Linked DNA regions of Mus musculus: region 2 is linked to region 1. A link is a contact called in public HiChIP or PLAC-seq data. All regions are on one chromosome and are shown on one strand. The core of a region is the stretch at or near the end of the contact, and the rest is flanking DNA. Distances in the headings are between cores, read along the strand shown.

The links. HiChIP or PLAC-seq counts read pairs in DNA pulled down with a chosen protein or histone mark.
Region 2: a contact with region 1 is called in an H3K4me3 HiChIP or PLAC-seq map of embryonic limb bud, with 2.7 times the contacts expected there. The contact joins two enhancer-like sites. A contact is called at or near these places in 1 of 484 Hi-C or Micro-C datasets (cerebellum) and 2 of 115 datasets of contacts at active chromatin or transcription factors (embryonic limb bud and embryonic stem cells).

Annotation. Positions count from the first base shown.
Region 1 is chr16:93,073,070-93,078,732 of GRCm38.p6, forward strand. No RefSeq gene overlaps it. Among named protein-coding and RNA genes, the nearest start is that of Gm30474, 56 kb to the right of the region's middle. Within about 2 kb of position 2,667, at least 6 of the 459 cell types and tissues checked have an H3K27ac peak or open chromatin away from gene starts, as enhancers often do. A contact at or near this core is called in embryonic limb bud, where this site is marked.
Region 2 is chr16:93,268,758-93,274,420 of GRCm38.p6, forward strand. No RefSeq gene overlaps it. Among named protein-coding and RNA genes, the nearest start is that of Gm30588, 9.2 kb to the left of the region's middle. Within about 2 kb of position 3,529, at least 5 of the 459 cell types and tissues checked have an H3K27ac peak or open chromatin away from gene starts, as enhancers often do. A contact at or near this core is called in embryonic limb bud, where this site is marked.

The sequences.
Region 1 (5,663 bases), core at 1,417-3,916:
TGATTTAAGAACAAAAGGTAAAGGCTGAGTAATTTATAAAGGAGAGAAGTTTATTTAGCTCATGGGGGCCTGAGAGGTCCAAGAGTATGAACCAGGGCCTGGTCTCTGCTTGGTGTCCAATGAGGGCTTCATGTTAAGTAGTCATAATGAAGTGTGTGGTGTAGCATGGAGCTAGAAAGTGTCCACTTCTTCTCTCATCTGCTCTTCCAAAACCCCTCAAGTCTCCCATGGATGTCACCCTGATAACCATAGCCAAGCTTAGCCACCTCCAATCCTCTGAGGTCCATGAACAGGAATTAGGGTTAAGGTGTCAACACATATACTTCCTGGATCCCGGTTCAAACCACTCTACTGATCCCAGTGACAGGATCCAGTTTCACAGGGACTCCAGTACTCTATTTTTTTATTCTTATTTTTTATTAGGTATTTTCTTCATTTACATTTCCAATGCTATCCCAACTTCCCCTATACCCTCCCCCTGCCATTCCCCTACCCACCCACTCCCACTTCTTGGCCCTGGCATTCCCCTGTACTAAGGCATATAAAGTTTGCAAGACCAATGGGCCTCTCTTTCCACAGATGGCGGACTAGGCCATCTTCTGCTACATATGCAGCTAGAGACACGAGCTCCAGGGGTACTGGTTAGTTCATATTGTTGTTGCACCTATAGGGTTGCAGATCCCTTTAGCTCCTTGGGTACTTTCTCTAGCTCCTCCATTGGGGGCCCTGTGATCCATCCAATAGCTGACTGTGAGCATCCACTTCTATGTTTGCTAGGCCCCGGCATAGCCTCACAAGAGAAGGAAACCTTGCAGGGCACAACCTCAACAAGACTCATCTGTACGGGCCTTACAGTCAAGCTTAATGACAAAGCTCTGTCTTCTTGGTTTCAGGAAGACCACAAGTGGAGCATCGTTTACCCGGGTTAACAGAAAACAGCAAGGATAACACAGTGTCACGTCTGCCAACACTGTCCATCTTGAAGTCTCTCTTTGGGTACCAGACACTTTTGTATATAACTTAAAGAAGCAAGGCAAGTGAATTAAACAATGCCACTGAATATGAAGGAAAATGAGGCGTTCCAAGGAAGCTGCTTACGTCTCTCACGCAAGGATAACTTAATTTCAGGCACAGGACAATAGGCAGGAAATAGAAATGGGTTCAAATGTCCCCACCTCTAGGCTGCTACCTCAAGCGTTTCTTACATCATGTCAAAGACAGTACCGTCTCTACCCCAGCTCTTTAGGAAGGCAAGACTTGATCTCCTGGCTCAGGCACTACACCTTTGCCACAAGACAGAGGCTGATGGAGAGCTCACCGAGGTGAAGAGTGTGGGAGTGGCTGAGGGGATGGGTGGCTCGGAGGAAGAGATTTTTGGAGAGGAAGCCAACGAGGATGGAGAGATCAGCAGAGCTTGGAGGAGCCGGCGAGGGAGGGGGCAGCACAAGGGAGGCAGAGGCCCCCCAAGGACAGGGCTTTAGCATCCAGGTCATGACGGGTGGGTATGGAGGAAGCCTGCCTGGGCGGCGTGGATGTGATCCCCACATTGCCTCTCGGGTCTGCAGCTCATGCTCCCTCGGGAGGCCAACCCCAGGTGAGAAGAGCCGTGCTGAGAGTGAGCATTACTCTCACGCCCAGGAATATGAACCCGGCTTTTTCCCAGCAGACAAAAGCGGACACATCAACACACCAGGGGACAAAAATTGACAAACAGGAGGACCCAGGGGGAGGGACCTTCCCTTAGGACATCATTTGAAAATCTCTCCACAGTTCCTCAGGGGGGAAAAAAAACTTTTAAGAAAGGTTTAGATTTTCTTTATAATTAGGGCTCCCTGTTCCTCAGGTTTCCAGACGCCTACGCTATCTGTAGTCATTAGAATTGGAGATGAGAGAGACAGGCCATGTGGTCCAAGAGCCAAAGTCTTTGGACCTAGATTCTCATCTGCATCTCAAGTGTTTTGTATTCACACAGTGGTCCCCATGCCCAGGGAGACACAGCAGAACTTAGAGCTAGCAGTGCGCACATGCTCGCATCTCTCTGCTCCTGTGTTTCCAAGCACGGTGTGTTTTAAGCAGGAAAGGGGATGCAACAAGAAAGAACCAACAGTCAGGGTGGGCACGGGGTGACCAGACAGTTCGCTCCAAGAGAAGATTTGCAGATCTGGTTTAACCTGGATCCAAAGACAGTCACTTCCTTCCCGGGTTATCATCAGCAGTTCCCTCCTTACCTCCTCATCGCAAGAGTCTCCCAAGCTCAAAGCAGAGGGAAGGAGCCACTGCAGCCTCAGTGGTACCCAGCCAGTCTGACCACCTGAGACAGGGATAAGCAGAGTCCTCTATGTCTCCTCCTGTCTCTCAGGCCCTCCGTGCCTTCGCTTCAAAGTGACTCTGAACAACTGTGAGACTGGACGTGTAAACTTCAATGACTTCATTTTGCGAAGGTTTAAAAGGTTCCTAAGGGCTGATGCAGGCAGATACTGGAAACCCGGTTAAAACAACTGGATACCAGATGGCGAAGGAGAGCGGTTTACCGGAAAGCCTTCCAGAATAGCAGCTCATTTACAAGAAGCAATTACACAAACAGCCCTGAGAATCCACCATTCCATAAAGAGTGGCCCAGGATAGGAGCGCAGTGTGAGCTGTACACGTGTGCGCTCCACCTGCCGCTTGTCAGTGCTGTGATTGGTCACCGCTCCCTTTCTCTGACGCCTGGAGGGGCAGAGCTAAATTCTACAACAAAGATGTGTTCTCTTTGGGTATGACCCAGCTGCCTAGAGGAGTTCCCCAGGAGGAGAAATGTAACAGTACAAAGTAACTATGTAGCAGGCTTCACCAACGTCTGAGCCTGGGGAATGTGTTGTACCAGGAGAAATGTCTCTTTACAATTTAAACCTGCATCTGTTCCAGCTTTCAATATGAGGGTCGGCCTCCCGTACTCTGACCTGTAGGCTCACTCACTGTTACATCTAGACGCATGCACACAGGGAACACAGAACCAAAAAGTAAACTGCGAAGTCATCACTGAGAACTATAAGCTCTAGATGGCTTCTTCCCTCCTCCACACTAAGTCCCCTGGTGTTCTTTTTAGCCACCTAGAGCCTATGCCCCTGTCTTTGTCTGCGACAGCTACACTGTATGATCGTTTCTCCACTTCCTCTTACTTTGGCTACTCTTGGCATCTCTTGCCATGAGGCTCTCTACCCAACTGCCGTGGCACCCACCTCAATGCACAGCATGGGACGTGTAGTCATGTGCATGTTCACAGAGGTGTTCTATATGCTCCATGGCAGAGTCTGCTCTGAGATGTGTGAGTTAATAAATACACAGTAGGATAAGAAGGTAGGTAGTGCCCTGCCAAGGCAGGGGAAGAAATACTTTACAGGTACATTTCCAGTGTCTCTTAATCAGAGTGACCACTCCCACGGCCACCAGTGCCTGCCAGCATATTTGCATCCCAAAGAAATCAGGATTAGAACTCAGTGCACCCGAGTGATGCCTATGTCTGGGGTGGGGAATCCCACAGAGCATGGTCCAAAAGATGATGCTTCCAGGCCTCTCAAGATAAACTCACATTGAGCTGACCAGTCAGAGCCAGATGGAAGATACCAGAAAACCAGCATCTGGCCTCCACATGCCAACGACTGGGGAATCTATCAACAGAACGGGTACGTTTCCATGCAATAGAATCTTACTTACAAAGGAGGCAATGCAGTAGTAATATTTCATGCTACAACATGGATAGCCCTAGATCACAATGCCAGGTAAAAGAAGCCAGGCTTGAAAAAAATGAGTTTCATAGGACTCAAATCACATGAAGCGCCTAGAGCAGGCCATTCTTTACGAGCCTGGAAGAGGACAGATCAAGAGTTGCTAGGATCTGGGAAAGGGTGTGTGAGGAATGAGGGCTAGTGGGCTTGAAGTTGTTTAGGGAGCTATGAGCCTGTTCTAGAATAAGATACATTAAGTATTAATTCTGCAATTACTACATGATTAATTCTAAACCTTAAAAAAACATTTTATTTACTTTTATTTTATGTACATTGGTATTTTGACTGCATATATGGTTGTGTGAGAGACAGGAGTTATAGACAGTTGTGAGCTGCCATGTGGGTGCTGGGAATTGAACCTGGGTTCTCTGGAAGAGTAGCTGGTGCTCTTAGCTGCTGAGCCATCTCTCCAGCCCCAATTCTAAACTTTTAAGATCATATTTTAATTTTATTGTATGTGAGTGTATGTGTGAGTGTGTGTGTGTGTGTGTGTGTGTGTGTGTGTGAGTGAGTGAGTGTGTGTGTGTGTGTGTGTGTGCATGTGTGTGTGTGTGTGCATGTGTGTACATGCATGCATGTAGATCACGGGACAGTTTCAGGAGTCATTTCTGTCCTTCTACCACCTGGTTTCCTGGTATGGAACTGAGATTGTCAGTCTTGGCAGCAAGCTCCTTTACCCACAGAGCCATTCCTTTGGTCCAAATAACTAATTCTAATTACATTTAAAAATATGATAAAAGCCACTGCAATGCATACTTTAAAAGGACAAATCATTGGAATGTGAATTGTGTCCAAGTAAATCAAAAAGCACGTGACAGTTCTGGTTCAGTCTCTGTGCTTGTCGGGAGACCTAACACAGTCGGACACTAGTTAGTAAGTGTCACAAGTAATCTCCCTGACAGTTTCCAATGAGCACAGTATCGAGTGAGCCAACTAAGTTGGCCCTGAGGAAGACACCCGTGAGGAGCTTTGGATGGGTTAAAATCCCTGCTTTGTCCTTGGGGGAACCTTGGGGGAAAGGAGTGACGTGGATCCTATGATCCTATTCTGAAGCCACCACAGCTCTCCTGGCTCTAGAGCTTCCTCACACTGGGACCAGGGTTCCGACAACCCAGAGTGGCTTTTGTAGTTCCCTCCTGAGCACTTAGGCCTGTGGCCTTGATGCCTTCCGAGAGCTGTGTCATTGAGTTGCTTTACTTTTGTCACTTCGGGGTCTTCTTTTGTGGGCTCTCTCCTCACAGGCCCACAGAAAAGTCTACTACCCTGTCCCTTCAAGCTGGTTGGGAGCATGTGGCTGCTTCTGGCCAAACATTTCTAGTTAGAATTTCCTGGCCTGAAATTGATTCAGTACTTACAACAGAAATCTCGCCTTAAACATTCTGAAGACCTAAGAGCAGAGCAACCTGGATGCCTAGGTCGGGACATAAAAGATGATTCCCTGAAGAATCTCCCAATGCTGTGGAAGGTTTTGCCTTGGAGATAATTAACCCATGTGTGGCCAAGCCACTGTGGCTGAGGGCGTGCTTGTTACACAGCATAGCCAGCCTCACTGACTAATACATCTACAAAGGACACAGCTTCCAGGCTGCATTTGGGGGCTGTGTAGAGCCTTTTCTAGACAGTTTTGGCAGAAAAAGCAGGTCAGACAGGACAGCAATACTCTGACTAAAGGATAGCCTATTAATGGAGGAGGAAAAGGCAGGAGAATAGATTGATTATACTTCATATCAAATCTGCTTATATCGTGTAAGCAATCAGTTGCCCATATAAGCGAGACTGCAATTACTGATGTTTTCATCACCAGACGCTGAGCATTCAATGCATGCTCCTGTCGTAATTAGGGAGCTCCTTGCGCTGGGGGCTTTTGTTTATTAGCATTAAGCTTGCATATGTCAC
Region 2 (5,663 bases), core at 2,279-4,778, 200 kb after region 1:
AGCGAGTAAATGCTGGCTTTGTCCTTGCAGCATGTCATTTACAGAGCTTGGGCTACACTCCAGCAGGGATATACAGGAAGGGCTGGGGTGGGGCGCCACATGTAACAGAGGTTGTGGGTTACAAATAGACTAGGAAAGTAAGGCTCAGGGAGAGGACAGCTTAGAGGAGGGTTAAAGCCACCACAACAAAGCTAAGTGGGAAGATGACAGAACTGTCTGGAGAGAATCCGACACACTGCAAAATCAACTGCAGCCCGGATAGAAAGCGACGTTATCATCAAAAATGGCCCCCGATGGAGCCAACCAGAAGTGGCCTACAGGCCCTCTACTTTGCCCTCCCCACCCAAAGTGCAAGTTCACATTGTAGGAGGATCCAAGGGAAACATCACAGGGATAGCTGAAGGGTCATTGAGGTGTGACATGCAGTACCAACACTTGAAAGCTCAGATAGGAGGATCCCAAGTTCAAGGCTACCCAGGGAAACCAGTCACAACCATAAAATAAAGTAAAAATCAGTATTAGGTATGTGCTCACGAAGTTACTTACAATCTCAGGAGCTACTGTAGTTCTTACTGGTTAGAGTCAGAATCATATAATTTTTTCTATTAAAATCTTCAGACATTTGGAGGGAAGACTGGAAATCCAGTTTGGAAATAACTAAGTTTCTATCTACATTAATGGTGGTTCATCCCTGCTTTTGGGAAACAATGACATATTTCACTTATCCTAAGGAAAGAGTTGAACTCCCACCCCTTAAAATGTGTCTTGACAATCTTTAAATTAAAAATACGTATCAATAGAAGTGATAGCATTGGCTCTGACACAAACAGAGGAAGGTAAAAGACACTGGGAAAGTAAGAAGACAGCCTCCTGAAAGCTAACGGAGTTACTGCAGCTTCAGAAGAAGTGACAGGTCTGGGCCAATGAGAGTTTCTCACTCTGCTTCTTAATGTCCCCATGAGATATTAATTCCATCAGAAAATAGCAGTTATATGGAATCTACAAAAAGGAGAGAAGAAAGCTGTCATGTTTACTGTCAATAATAATAATAATTTTAAATTCATATAGATTGTGTTTATGTATGTATTTTATGTTCACGAGTATACCCACATGCAAAACTGTATACCACACATATAGTACCCAAAGAGGCTAGAAGAGATCACCAGATCTCCTAGAGCTGGAGTTTCAGACAGTTGTGAGTTGCCATATAGGTGCTGGGAATCAAACCTGGGTCCTTTGCAGGAACAGCTAGTGCTCTTAACTGCCGGGCTATCTCTCTAGCCTCTAGTTTGTTTTCTTTAAAATGAGCAGTAGTTGTAACAGATCCTGAGTTTAATTCCACTGACTGTGGCATTGAATGTGACCTCTCTTGTCCTCCATCACATGGTCTGGAAATGAAGACAGCAATGGGGGCCGGCAATGTTTGGAGTAGGATGCAAGATACAGAAAGCTAATTAAAGCATGCCGCTTTATAATCACTACAATGTTAACTGCTCAGGAGATGAAACCTGTCCTGAAGAGGGAACTCGAGCTCTGGAATACTGTGGATTTTACCGCAGCAGAACTTTTAGAAGAGTCTTTGCTATTGTGATGGTTCATATATGCTTGGCCCAGGGAGTGGCACTATTGGGAGATGTGGCCTTGCTGGAGTTGATGTGTCACTGTGGGTGTGGGATTTCAGACCCTCATCCTAGCTGCCTGGAAGCCAGTATTCTAGCAGCCTTCAGATGAAGACATAGAACTCTCAGCTCCTGCACCATGCCTGCCTGGACACTGCCATGTTCCGCCTTGATGATAGCAGACTGAACCTCTAAATCAGTGGTCTCTACCTTCCTAAGGCTGCAAGCCCTGTAACGCTTGGTGCTTCATGCTGTGGTGACAGCAACCATAAAATTATTTCTTTGCTACATCATAACTAGTTTTTCTAATGTTATGAATTGTAATGTAAAGATCTGGTATGCCACACCCAGGGCTCATGACCCACAGGTAGAGAACCACTGTCCTAAACATACCAATCAGCTTAAGAGTGGAGCTATCTTTGACACTTGATCTCAGCACTCCTAGACTAAAATTGTGTTTATTCCTTGTGCATTTTTCTCTAGTGTTTTTTTTTTTCTGTGTTATTTGTACTCTCAGGTTAAAAGCAAATTCCACTGTGTTTTATTGTAATGGATGTTCACACTGCAAGACCAGCTAAGTTCTACAATGAAAACAATTTTTATGTCCAACTTGCCTATGAAAATAAGTATTTTTCTGATCATTATTCTTTCTGTCCTAGCTTCTCACCCAAAGCCTAGGAACTGTGTGATGAGTTATTTTATTTATCTAAATTTTCATTTCATTTTCTCTTTATTTGTTTAAATCTCACTCAAATCACTAACAACTTCTTCGCTGTTTATTTGATACTTAAATGAAGAAGAAAAAAGGTGTGTCCTTGACCTAAGAGTCATGTGACAAGTGTGCTGAACTTCTTAAATTCATATTTTATACATTTTCTTTTTTTATTTTGTGAGATTTCAAAACTTCAACAAAATCATTTAATATGCGGTTGGCATAGATTTACATTACCACACGCAAACTCAAGTCTATCACCTACCTAGGAATAGGCTGTGTGTGCAGTAGACATTTTTAACTGCAGAGCTTGTTTGCTGATCCATATCCAGGCTTGAACTTTGTCCCTAACTTTCACACAAGCAACCTCACGCCAAGGTCAAGTTCAAGGACTGACTCAAGAAGTCAGATATTCTCCCTGCATCATTTCGCCTTGACTTTTATCTAACAAATGAATGCCTTCCAGTCTCTGAGGCCAGAGATGAAGTGCGCCATCCACTTTTTCTCTGAAGCACCAGGAACAGCAACAACAGAAACTCTTCAAGTCCGACATCCTCAAAGACCAGAAAAGAAAAATTTACAAAGAGTGCTACAAAGTGAGTGGCCTGGTGAGGGTGGGGTGCATCTTCACACTCCAGAAAGCAATGGTTTGCAGTTCCGGTCTGCCATTCCCCGGTCCAGTGGAGAATACTCACGCGGACACAGTTTAATGAGTTGTGTTTATTATATCAGTATGCTTCACACACACACACACACACACACACACACACACACACACACAAATACAAATATACATCAGAATATAGATATAAAACAAAGCAACAGCATCATATGTGATTTACAATAAAACCTTCACGGAACTCTCTGAACTATTTAAAACTGCAGCAGGCTCTAAGGGAAATGACTTGTCTCTATTTACTCTTTGAATTAAGTGTTAAAGGGAAACAGAATAATAATGTATAAAAACCAGGGTTTCCTGTAACAACAGTAATTATGAAAACTAACCTCTATGCCGGGCTTTACAGTTTGCAAAGCGCTGCCTCAGGCATTACTTCATTCTGTGGAGTGGGAATGTGCCATGATCCTAGTTCTGAGACACAGTTTATCCATGGTGTACATGTTTTTATATTAATAAGCACATTTAGCCAAAGGTTTCTTCGAAGCCTTTTGCACTGAGTGTGGACAGAAGGCAGAGTGGGCAATGATGGAATCCTTGTATCTAGCCCATAAATCACACACACATCAAATAAAATCTGTCAAACACTTCATAATGCTCTGGGCATGTCATCGGCCTCCAGTAAGACCCTGCTGTGTCACCTAGGGATGATGAAGGAGCCTGAGGTGTGAGAGCACGCTGTTAGAAGTTTCATTAAAGCCGTATTTACTAGTTCAAAACGAATTTACATTGATCTTTTAAACTATCGTCAACCACAAATGCATTAAACCTAAACAGGCTTCATTTACTGAAAAAATAAATGTGTCAGCAGAAGCCGGTGGGGTTTGTCCAACATTGTTCCGGCATTTAACTCACAGCGGCTCAGTGTTAAGCTTTTTATTGCTTGTTGTGCTAAAGAGTGCTCATTTAATTGCGAATATATTTCCTTCCTGCATCATTATCAAAATTGTTATCTTAAGGAAATATTGTTTTTAAATAATCGGCTGCAAAAACCAGAGCGGTCCGCGGGCTTACTCAGAATAATTGTTTCCTGCTGCCGATGAGATGGCGATTAAGTGGAGCCCAGCTTCAGTAATGCTAGGAGGAGATGAGGAGGGATGGCGTTGCAAGAAGCAGGGCTGGGTTTTGTGTGTGCAGTCAACACACACCCTGGCTGATTGAATCAATACCTCCTTGTTTGTATTTTTAAAAGAATTTTGTTAAGCTCCAGGACCTGATGTAATAAATAAGTCATTGTGGTGTGTTTTACAATTTGGAGAGCATAAATCATCTCCAAGGTGACCCTAGTTGTTCTGGACTTGAAACGGAAGTGAACATTCTCAGCTTGACGTTGGTCACAACCTTTCCTTGTGTTAGCTTGGGAAGGCAAACAGAATAAAACAGAAACACTTGTGATCAAGCTTTAAGTTAAAGCACGCTAATAGTACAATTAGCATTTCTCAGTAGCCAAATTCAACAGACATTTGCACTTTGGTGTGTGAGAATTTATTGATGACACTCTTAATTCTTCATTAGCTAAACCCACAGTAACCCACTCTCATCAACACATCCATTAAAGGAAACATCTCTTAAAAGGCACACTGAAAATTCAGTTCAACTATGTTGAAATTCAAGGAAAAAAACAACTCTTCTTTACTGAGGGTGTGACTATTAAAAAGAAAAAGAAAAAAGAAAAAAAAAAAACACTTTGGCAGTGTTTGTTATTACCAGATTCATTTATGTTTACAAAGATGAGAGAGAAGGAAAACCACAATTTCTAGAGAGTAAACCACCATAAGCCAAGAAGGGTTGCAACCAGGAGAACCCAAATTTCCACTACTAACATTCCACTAAAATAGAAATCGCAGAAACGGACTCTCTGTTGGTCTAAAAGAAAAGAAATGAGGTTTCCACGCCCATGTTATGACAAGCAGCTCTGCATTTATTTTAGAAGTGAAAGTATAAAATTAAGTAATAGTCAGGGACGGCGTATGGGTGCACCCCTGCAGCAGGTCAGTGGGTGGGCAGCCTTTCCACCACAGCCAAGAAGGGAGTGATATACATGATGTAAGAAGACAGAGACACCAGAATACAGCCTACCCACATCCCACCTGGCCTCTCAGGGAACCATCGCATTCACCACCACTGAGGGTCATGGTCGTCACCAGAGATAGGTGGGAGAATGGGTGGGTCCTCTCCAAACTTCAATATCCCACCGAAAACCTGCACTGTGGGACAACTGGAGGGCAATGAACCTAATTACTGGGTTTCCTTTGCGTCTCTCAAAGAGCTAACTTGGCCAGAAAACTCCAGCAGCGCGAGGAAAGCGGCTAGCAGCCTTTAAGTGGACGCCGGATGGGATGCTAAGGAAAGGGGAAGCCATTTTCGGAAGTTGACTGCAACCGTGAAACACTCCAATCAAAGAAAGGACGGTGTTACCTTGACAAACAGAGGCATCCTCTCCAGCCTTTGCGCATGACTCTTTCTTCTCTGGCCACAACCCTTCCTCCGCTGTCACCCTCCGCCTCTCACGGGTCCCTCATCGCTATAAATATTGCAAATCCTCGAGCACCGTGTGCCCTTGTGCCAGCTTCTGCACTCTTCTGCCCTGCTCTGCTCACCTCCCACGTTCCCACCACTTTCTTTTTGACCAAATGCTACCTGTGGTTTTCGCCTT